Regions from separate parts of the Mus musculus genome. Here region 1 is linked to region 2. A link is a contact called in public HiChIP or PLAC-seq data. All regions are on one chromosome and are shown on one strand. Each heading gives the region's core, a stretch centred on a gene start, on an enhancer-like site or on the middle of the called end of the contact. The rest is flanking DNA. Distances are from core to core; before and after follow the strand shown. Region 1 has its middle 12 kb from the start of Gm52179. Region 2 overlaps Sgsm3 (small G protein signaling modulator 3).

What was found. HiChIP or PLAC-seq counts read pairs in DNA pulled down with a chosen protein or histone mark.
Region 1: a FOXA1 HiChIP or PLAC-seq map of pancreatic cancer cells shows a contact between it and region 2. The contact joins two enhancer-like sites. A contact is called at or near these places in 1 of 15 datasets of contacts at CTCF or cohesin (pro-B cells), 2 of 484 Hi-C or Micro-C datasets (bone marrow-derived macrophages and nephron progenitors), 3 of 115 datasets of contacts at active chromatin or transcription factors (double positive thymocytes, embryonic stem cells and pancreatic cancer cells) and 2 of 9 other capture datasets (adipose tissue and pancreatic islet).

The regions. Positions count from the first base shown.
Region 1 is chr15:81,269,883-81,275,029 of GRCm38.p6, reverse strand. No RefSeq gene overlaps it. Among named protein-coding and RNA genes, the nearest start is that of Gm52179, 12 kb to the right of the region's middle. Within about 2 kb of position 2,284, at least 110 of the 459 cell types and tissues checked have an H3K27ac peak or open chromatin away from gene starts, as enhancers often do. A contact at or near this core is called in pancreatic cancer cells, where this site is marked.
Region 2 is chr15:80,997,295-81,002,219 of GRCm38.p6, reverse strand. The region is part of intron 1 of Sgsm3 (small G protein signaling modulator 3); the gene reads right to left. Among named protein-coding and RNA genes, the nearest start is that of Sgsm3, 22 kb to the right of the region's middle. Within about 2 kb of position 1,514, at least 57 of the 459 cell types and tissues checked have an H3K27ac peak or open chromatin away from gene starts, as enhancers often do. A contact at or near this core is called in pancreatic cancer cells, where this site is marked.

The sequences.
Region 1 (5,147 bases), core at 1,035-3,534, 270 kb before region 2:
CACGTCACCACTGTGGGCATGCTCCATTCTCCCCTCCCCCATAAAACCCACGTAGTCGAGGCCTGTTTCCTCTTATTCTATCCCCTCTCAGAACTGGCCTTTCATGACAGCACCCCCAATAAATCTCTTGCATGAGGTTTGTTGCATGGTATAATCTTTTTGGCATTCCTTGAGCCTCAGAATGCTGCAAAAACAAACAAACAAACAAAAACAAAAAAACACAGTCACCAAACAGTTTCCGGGGAACTTAGTTGTCCCTCAAATCTATTTATGAAGTGGAGTGGGAGGGGACAGGTAAGTGTAGAGAGAAGGAATTAACTAGCTCATATCCGGGCTCTCGGATTCGATGTTGTGTGGGACACAGTTCTTTTAGTCTGTGACAATTCTCCCTCTTCCTTCTTCCCTCCTCCCTCCCTTCCACATCACTGTTCTCTTTGAAATATAAGCTATGGGCTGGAGAGATGGCTCAGCGGTTAAAGCGCTCACCACACAAGTATGGAGGTTGTAATTTGGATCCTCAGAAGCTCATGTGAATTCTGGGTAAGCACGGCAGCCCACCTGAACTTCCAGCCTTGGGTGGAGGCAGGAGATTTCCCCAGAGCAAGTTAGCCATCTTGGTGAATTTCCCTCAATGAATAAAGTGGAGGAGTGACTAATGGTGACCCCAGCATTGGCCTTGAGCCTCTACATGCACAGACTCAGCCCATAACCCACCACAGCAGAAGCAGTAAAGGGTGTAGAAGGAATGGAACTGGTATCTGCAGAATTCCAGAATTTTCCATCAGCAGTGCTCAGAAAAGAGGCTTTAGCTTTTGACTTCTTCAGATCTCATTATTTTGATGGAATTTACAGGTTAAAATACATTTTTGTTGTTGTTGTTTTTTTGTTTTTTGTTTTTTCGAGACAGGGTTTCTCTGTATAGCCCTGGCTGTCCTGGAACTCACTTTGTAGACCAGGCTGGCTTTGAACTCAGAAATCTGCCTGCCTCTGCCTCCCGAGTGCTGAGATCAAAGGCATGCACCACCACGCCCAGCCTAAAATACATTTTTGAGACAGGATCTCATCTCTGTAGCACCAGCTGACCCGGAACTTACTCTGTAGGCCAGGCTAGATTAGAACTCACAGAGATCTGCCTACCTCTCCTTCCCAAGTGCTGGGATTGCAGGCATGCGATATCTGATTTTTAAAATACATTTTACAGAGAATTATTCAATTAATAGGTACAGGTTTTCTTAAATCACGAGGACCTGGGAAACACACCTCTGGCTGTGCAGGTAGAGACGCCCTAGGACAGGTTAACTGAGGTGGGAAAACCCATCTTAATTGTGGGTGGCACCAGGATCGGGATCCTGGACTCTACAGAAAGGGGAGTGTGAGCTGATTACCAGCAATTGTCTCTCTCTGCTCCTGACTGTGGGTGACATGTAACAGCAGCCTCAAGTTCCTGTCACCATGTCTTCTCTGCTATAATGAACTATTCCCCTTAAACTGTGAGGCAAGGAGGAGGAGTGGGGGGAGGAGGAGGAGGAAAGAAAAAGCCTTAAGCAGCTTTGGTCTCACTCAGCAAAGAAACAAACAACTAATACAGTCAGCTTCATGATACTGTAAGAAATAGCTGAGATTTTCAGCATCTAGAGCAGGGCTGCTGTGGCTCCAGGCTTTGGAGGGTCCAGCCTGGCTGGCTCTGTTGCTTTGTAACTGTGGCATGGCAGCACATCATGGTGGCAGCATAAAACTTGTTTTTTTTTTTTTTTTTTTTTTTTTCACGGCTGGAACAAGGTGGGAGGGTGCAGTCACACTATGACCTTCAAGAGCCACCCAAATGATCTAGGATGTATCCCCACACTCCATACTCCCGACCCCACACCCCACCCATCCGGACCCACCTCTCCCACCTCTTAAAGGTACCCACTCTGAGGAGACAGGCCTTTGACACATAGGTCTTTGGGGGAACAGCTGGAATCCAAACTAAAACAATGGGGGTACAGTGAGAGGATTGGGGAGCACAGGACATCACCCTGGAGAGGGGACTTTGGGGGCTGCTCTGCTGTTCTCAGTCACTCTGCAGCACTCACAAGGATGCGGCTGGGACCCTTTGTTCCTGACTGTTCATGGCATCTCATTGTTTCTTTTTATCTGCTGCCTCCAAGACCTGGAGAGCTAGCCAGGCGTTGCTCTCAGCCTGCTGGCAGTGAGAAGAAAAGATGACTGGCCAGATACAACTCCTGAGAGGCTGGCACAGTCTCCACCGCAGCTCCCGGTGCTACTGGCTGGCTGCCTTTCTGGTCACACCTCATCCAGCCCTGCATTCTCCTCCGTCACTGCTGGAGAGCAGCCGAGGCTGGCTCCCTAGGCTCCCTCCCTCCTCACGATGACTGAAGCCTGGTGTCACTCTCCCTCTGTGGATTTTGTCTTGTGCCTCTCTTGGGGTATTAAGCTGTAAAATGAAGCTCCCTGTAGAAGAATTGCAGAACAGGGCAGGAAGCAGCAAATTTGCTGGGAGGGAGGATAGACTCAGGCTTCCCTGGAGTCCTGGGAGGCACACACGTTTATGATTGACTCATTGCACATGAGTTATTGAGCTAGGGCAGCGGGAGAAAGAGGTGTTTACGTAGAAAAGTGACACATTTTTCGTTCGTGTTCCAAGCACTCAGGAGACCTCCTGCAAGTCAGGATGGGTCTGAATGAGCCTTCAGTGTGCGTGTGCTACATATGGAGAGGTGTGCAGTCTATGTCTTCTGGGATCTGGGGAACATGTATGGGGGGCTGCTATGTTTTTGGTATATGTGACATGTGATTGTGTGGAAAAGGTACATGTGGTGGGGTGTATATGTATGAGGTATGGAGTATGATTGCATTATTTGTGTCTTTGTGATGTGTGTGTAGCATGTGTGATGTGTGTAGGAAGTGTGATGTGTGTGATACATGTTTGTGCTGAGTGTTGTATGTGTGAATGTATCTGTGGGGTGGGATCCTCCACTTGGAGGCTAGAAACAGCTTGGGGGAGTCTGTCATCTTCTGCCATGTTGGTTCTGAAGATCCAACTTGGGTTGTCAGGCTTGGTGGCAAATGCCATCTCCTGATGAACATCTTGCTAGCCCTATGTGATAGTTTGAATAGGCTTGACCTACAAGGAGTGGCACTTTTAGGAGGTGTGGCCTTGTTGGATGAAGTATGTCGCTGTGTAGGTGGGCTTTGAGACCCTCCTCCTAGCTGCTTAGAAGACAGTCTTCTCCTGTTTGCCTTGGGAACAAGAGGTGGAACTCTCAGCTCCTTCTCCAGCACCATGTCTGCCTCGACATTGTCATGCTTCCTGCCATGATGATAATGGACTAGACCTCCGAACCAGCCCCAAAGAAATTTCCTTGGAAGAGTTGCCTTGGTCATGATATCTGTTCACAGCAGTAAAACCTTGACTAAGACACCCTTGTTGGTTTTCTTTGAGACCGGGCCCCTCATACCCCAAGCTGGCTTGGAACAGCTACATAAAGAATTATGAGGGTGACTCTGTCCACTTCACCAGTGCTGGAATTTTAGGTAGGTGCCACCTTGCTCTCTGAGACTGGTTTGTATTACTCACGCACACATCCTGAAGATTCATCCTTCTTGGAGCTTATGCCAAAATTCCACCCTTTCTTAAAGCTGTATAGAACTAAATATACTAGCACACCATATTAATATTCCACCAACATTCCAAAATGCCTGCGATAATGAAATTCACTGGTTATTTATTTATAAGCCTGCCTCAATCTTAGGCTTGAAAGCCATCTTATAGTAAAGACAAAGTAGGTTCGTTCCTGTTTATGATTAAATCTGCTTCTCACTTATTGGCCTATGCTATAGGCCACCTATAACCTTCACTACAAATGGCTCTGTACTGCCTGTTTCAGGAAACAATGACCATGTCTTTATTTTAGAAAGTTATTATGACCACTATTGCTATGACCACTTTGCAAGCGTGTCTTTGTTACAGGGGGTGGTTATGTTCTGTTCCTATAACCCTACCTGTTTGTCTGCCAGATTCCCCCATTTGGAAACCCCTACTCCTAGAGTATAAAAGCTTTTATCTCACTCATCTCCAAGGCTGACCTCTTGATCCCCATCTTAGTGGGAGGCAGCTCATGTACAAGAATTTCTTTTAAAAAAAACATAGGAAGCAGAGGCAGGAGGATCTCGCTGAGTTCAAGGACAGCCTAGTCTACAGGGCAAGTATCAGGACAGCTCACTCACTGAATAAGCCAGGGAAGAAAGAGAAAGAGACTGAGGTTCCACAGTTCCCTTCAAGAATACCCCGAATGATCTGAGTAGCTGCCAGGGACTTCCCAACCTCCTGATACCACCACTCTGGGAACCAATCCTTCAGTGCATGGAACCCCTCAGGTATTCAAGACCCAAACTATAACCTACCCTGTGTTATTTCTTTATATTTCATTTATTTATGTATCTTTTTATTGATTGGAGGGTACACACACAGTATGTATGGCATATCCGTGGAGTTCGGAGGACAAGTTACGGAAATGAGTTCTCACTTTTCACTACACGGGGCCTGGGAATTGACCACAGGTCACCCGGCTTGGTGGCCAGCACCCTTACCATTGAGCCTTCTCCCTGGCCCCACCTACCTCTGTTGGCGGACATGCAGATTGCATTCATTGTTTGATTCTTATGAATAATGCTTCTATGCACAGGGGGTATGAGAAGATTCAAATCCCTGTTATCAGAAATGAAACTGCTGGATCCCGTGGTGACTCTGTTTATAACTGTTGAGGAGCCACCGCGCAGTTTCCCACAGGCAGCTGGACCATCTTTGCATTCCTGCCAGCAACGCCCAAGAGTCCCGGCTTCACAGAGTCCTTTTTGTAATGGCAATTTTGGTGGATGTAAAGTGGAATCTCATTATGATGCTCTGGACTGCCGACGTGCAATGTCTCTCCATACGTCTGTTGTCCGTTTGCATGTTTTCGTTGGGGGCAACTCCCTCACTCATTTCTCCTTGGCTTTCAGGAGTTCCTTCTGTAGTCTGACCTTAACCCCTCACCAGGTAGACAATTTGCAAACACATCTTCCCTTTCTCTGGGTTGCTTGTTCTGTCTGATTTCTCTCTTTGGCACACAGATATTTCTAATTTTTGTTTTGTTTTTTGAGAC
Region 2 (4,925 bases), core at 265-2,764:
CAAATTTCTCTCATCATTGTCAGTGTCTTGTCACTTCTTTTCTGTCCTGTTTGTTTGTTTTTAAAGACTCAACAGTAAAAAGACTGAACAGTAAAGACACAAAAAGCCCAATTTAAAAATAGTTAAGCAGGGCTAGAGAGATGGCTCAGTGGTTAAGAGAACTGGCTGTTCTTCCAGAGCTTGGGTTCAGTTTCCAGCACCAACCCCGCAGCTCTCGGCAGGTTGTACCTCTAGCTCTGGAGCTAATGCCCTCTTCCAGCCTCTGAGGGCACTGCACATATGTGATGCAGAGACAGACATACACACAAAATAAATTTAAAAGATGTTTGAACATACATTTCTCAAATAAGAGAGGGAAATGGCCAATAGCGGGTGAAAGTGACTGGGTTATCATCAACCACAAAGGAGATCTAAACTGTGAAGGCATGCTACTCCACAGCCATGAGGGCTCACACAAACAAACACCAGAGTGCTCTCCTCGCTCGCACACATCAAACTCTTCAGTCTGCGTCCCCAACACTGCATGTGACTAAATGTGGCAGTGTACACCTGTAATCCCAGCACGAGGATGAAGACAAATCCTAGGCCACATGAGACCTTGTCTCAGAAAACATTTTTTAAAAAGGAGGGGCTGGAGCGATGGCTCAGCAGCTACGAGCCTCTTTCAGAGGACCTGAATTAAATGCACTCCTATCAGGCAGTTCACAACTGCCAGTAACTGCAGCTCCAGGCGATCCAATCACTTCTTCTGGACCCAAAGGCATTTACATGTACACAGACATACAAAGACACATATACATAATTTTGATTTTTTTCTTTAAAAAAATGTTAGCAAGAATATGGAGAAATCAGCTGGGAGTGGTGGCACATGCCTTTAATCCCAGCACTCAGAAGGCAGGGGCAGGTGGATTTCTGAGTTTGAGGCCAGCCTGGTCTACAGAGTGAGTTCCAGCCAGGGCTACACAGAGAAATCCTGTCTCAAAAAAAAACAAAAAAAAACAAAAAGGGGCTGGTGAGATGGCTCAGTAGGTAAGAGCACCCGACTGCTCTTCCGAAGGTCCGAAGTTCAAATCCCAGCAACCACATGGTGGCTCACAACCACCCGTAATGAGATCTGATGCCCTCTTCTGGTGCGTCTGAAGACAGCTACAGTGTACTTACATATAATAAATAAATAAAAAAAAAAAAAAAAAAAAAAAAAAAAAAAACAAAACAAAAAAAAAAAAGGAGAAATCAACTAGGCAGGGTAGTACATGCCTTTAATCCCAACAGAGGCAGGTGGATCTTTATGAGTTCCAGGCCAGCCATGGCTACATAATAAGACCCTGTCAGAAAAAGAAAAAGGAAGAGGGAAAGGAGGAGATAAAATATGGAGCAAAAACATGGAGGAAAAGAGGTTGTTTAAAGAGGAGGAACCGACATCTGCTGGAGGGCAGAAGGGGCTGGAAGAGAGTTCTCAACAGCAGTTCCCCTCTCACCAGCCTCCTACTCACTGTCACTCAGCAAACAATGACTGAGCACAGAGCCAGGCAGCACAACCGTGGATAAGGTCAGGCTGTTGCAGTGTAGTAGAAAATTAGATAAGAGACAAAGTAAGATGGGACTAATTCTGTATCAAAAGAGCCTTTGAGAGCTGAGGTCTGAGCAAGGGCCAAAGCCAGGCTAGAGATCAAGGCCTGACTTCACTGAGGGAGGATCCAGATGCAGGGAGGGGCCAGTGAGCTCAGAGCCTAGGATGCAGTGGGGGGAAGAGTGGGAGGAAGCAACAGCAGATGCCAAGGGCACCTCACCCTGCTCACCCTGAAGACAGGCTTTTGACCTCTGTTCTCAGACAGCAAAGAAATCCACAGATTCTGAACAGCCATCAAGCAAAATCTGGTAGGACTGAACAATATCTCCAGGTGCCCAGAAATCAATGGAGACTGAAAGGCCATGCCCAGGGTAGGAGATGTTGTGGGTGCAAGCACTGAGAATCGATCAGATGGTGTACACATTTTTACAGGCTGAGAGCCTCGATTGCTATTTCATTCATGTTGCACTTAAGGACACATATACTTAGGGTTGACCTTAAGTCTCCCAGATGTGACACTGCTGAGCTGGGCAGGCAGGTTTTTCAGCTTCTGGTTGCTATGGAAATTTCCCTGAAAGCACCCAGAACTGACAGACCTAGCCTAAACAGTTAGTCTCCACAAATACCTGGTCTATGGCTGCCCTCTTGTAGTCTTTTTAAAAGAAACCTTAGAAAACCTTAATTGATGCAGCCACTTCTGAGTTGCTCAGAAGAAATTGTAACAATTAAATGTACAAGCTTAAGAGAGCCAGTTCTGATGCTGTGTGTCCCTTCCTAGTTTACCAATCCCACATTTTCCCACAAATGTTGCCACTGTATGCAGGTGCAGAGGTACCGTTCACTTCCTGTGGTCTCCTGACATGGACTGAAGGGACATATATCCCTGACAAGGCAGCAGAGTTACTGCCACACAAGTGGCTTTCTCCAGACATCTTCCAGGAAGCATAAAGGCTGAACCAATATAGGCAAAAACATTGATTTTTGGTGGCACCTAAGAGCCTAAAGACCACTTTTTTTTTCTGTAAAGAGATGAGGTGACTCTGAAAGCTACAGATAACAGATAAACTGGTGAGAGTGGCTCAGGGCTGGGAAAGTCTGAGAAAGGCTAAAAGGAAGGAGGAAACTAGTATAGACACTAGAGATGCTTCTAAAACCTACATGGTGGCTCACAGCCATCTGCAACTGCAGTTCCAGGAGATCCAATGTCTTCAGCTGACCTCCTCGGGCACCAGGCATACATACACGCATGCAAAAACACTCATACACAAAAGTTTTGCTTTGAGACAGGGTTTCTCTGTATATTATGTCCTGGAATTCACTTTGTAGACCAGGCTAGCCTTGAACTTACAGAAATCCTCCTGCCTCTGCCTCCCAAGTTCTGGAATTAAAGGCATGCACACCTAATCATCTCTGAAAGGTTAAATCCATTATACATCATACTGGCAACACCAAGCTTTTATTTTTTTACTTTACAAAACCTTTCATTACAGTTTATTTTTATTAAAAAAAAAAAAAGTTTTGCCAGGTATGGTGGCACACGCCTTTAATCCCAGCACTTTGGAGGCAGAGGCAGGCGAATTTCTGAGTTCGAGGCCATCCAGAGTGAGTTCCAGGACAGCCAGGGCTACACAGAGAAACCCTGTCTCAAAAACAAACAAATAACAAAAATTTTAGGGACAGGCATGGTGGAGTACATCTTTAATCCCAGCGCTCAGGAAGCAGAGGCAGGCAGATCTCTTTGAGTTCAAGGCCAGCTTGGTCTACAAAGTGAGTTCCAGAGACAGCCAGAGCTATACAGAGAAACCCTGACTCTGAAAAACAAAACACAGAGAGAGAAGGAAAGAGGAAGAGAAGGAGAGAGAAAGAGAGAGGAAAGAGAAAGAGAGAAGAGAGAAAGAGAGAGAAGGAGAGAAAGGGGGAGGAGGAGAGAGAGGGGGAGAAGGAGATGGAGAGGGAGAGAGAGATGACTAGACCTATATGAGGGAGGAGAGAAGGAGGGAAGGAGGAATTAGGTCAGGCATAGGGCCCACACCTATAATATGAGCATTCAGGGAGCAGAAGCAGGGAATTGCAAATTTAAGATCAGCCTGTCTATATAATGGGATCCTGGCTCAAAATAAACAAAAAGGTGATCAGGCCAAGAAGGCCATATATTGATCTTGGTTTTGTTGTGTTTTTATGTTTTAATATCTGGCCTCTGTTGCCCAGGCTGGTCTTAAACTTGTGGATTCAAGTGATCCTTTTCCACCTTTTCCATCTCAGCTTCAAACGCTGGGACTATAGATATAGCCACTATGTACAGCTTGATTTTAATCCTTTATGGTACTTTCTTTGGAAGTACTTGGGACTACAACTCCTTGAGGTTTCACACTTTTTCAGAATTTAGAAAATCTAAGTAGTATCCCCAATTGGAAAATCTGAAACTCTTTTTTTTTTTTTTTTTTTTTAAATTTGAGACAGGGTCTCTACATAGCCCTGCTGGTCCTGAAGTTTGCTATGTAGATTAGACTAACCTTGACCTCACAGAGATCTGCCTGTTTCTCCCCATGCAGGGATTAAAGGCATGTGCCATCATGTCTGGCCTGAAACTGTGCCAGTAACACTCAAAAACACTTAAGAACTCTTGCTAACTTTCCAGAGGACCCAGGTTCAATTCCCGGCACTCACATGGTGGCTCACAGCGGCTTGTAACTCCAATCCCAGGAAATCCAATGCCCTCTTCTGGCCTTTGAGGATGCTTCATGTACATAGTACAAAGATATGAATTTGGCAAAACACCCATACACATAAGACAATTACTTAAAATTTTAAAATGTTTAAAGATCTATACTTTTATGTGTATGGGTATTTGCCTGTACATATGTATGTGCATTGTATGTGTCTCTGATGCCTAAGGAGATCAGAAGGGGTCAGGGTCTCTGGCACTGGAGTTTCAGATCGTTGTAAGCAATCATATAGGATGCTGGGAGTTGAATCTGGGTCCTCAACAAGTGCTCTCAACCACTGAGATATCTCTGCAGCCCCAGATAATAATTAAAATTTAATACTCAGTGTGGTGGTACAGGGCTTTAATCCCCACACTCAGGAGGCAGAAGCAGGTAGATCTCCACAAGTTTGAGGCCAGCCTGGCCTGCACATCAAGTTCCAGCCAGGACTTCATAGGAAGACCCTATCTCCAAAGTAATTATTTAACTAATTAGGGCTAATGTTATACTATATGTACTATAATTAGAAATAATTACAATTTACTAATTACACTGGAATAGGACAGGTGCAGGTCTTTAAGCCTTTTTTTTCCTCTGGTGACAAGGCTACTTACTACTTGCCACCTCAAATTTCCTTCTTTGGGGATTTA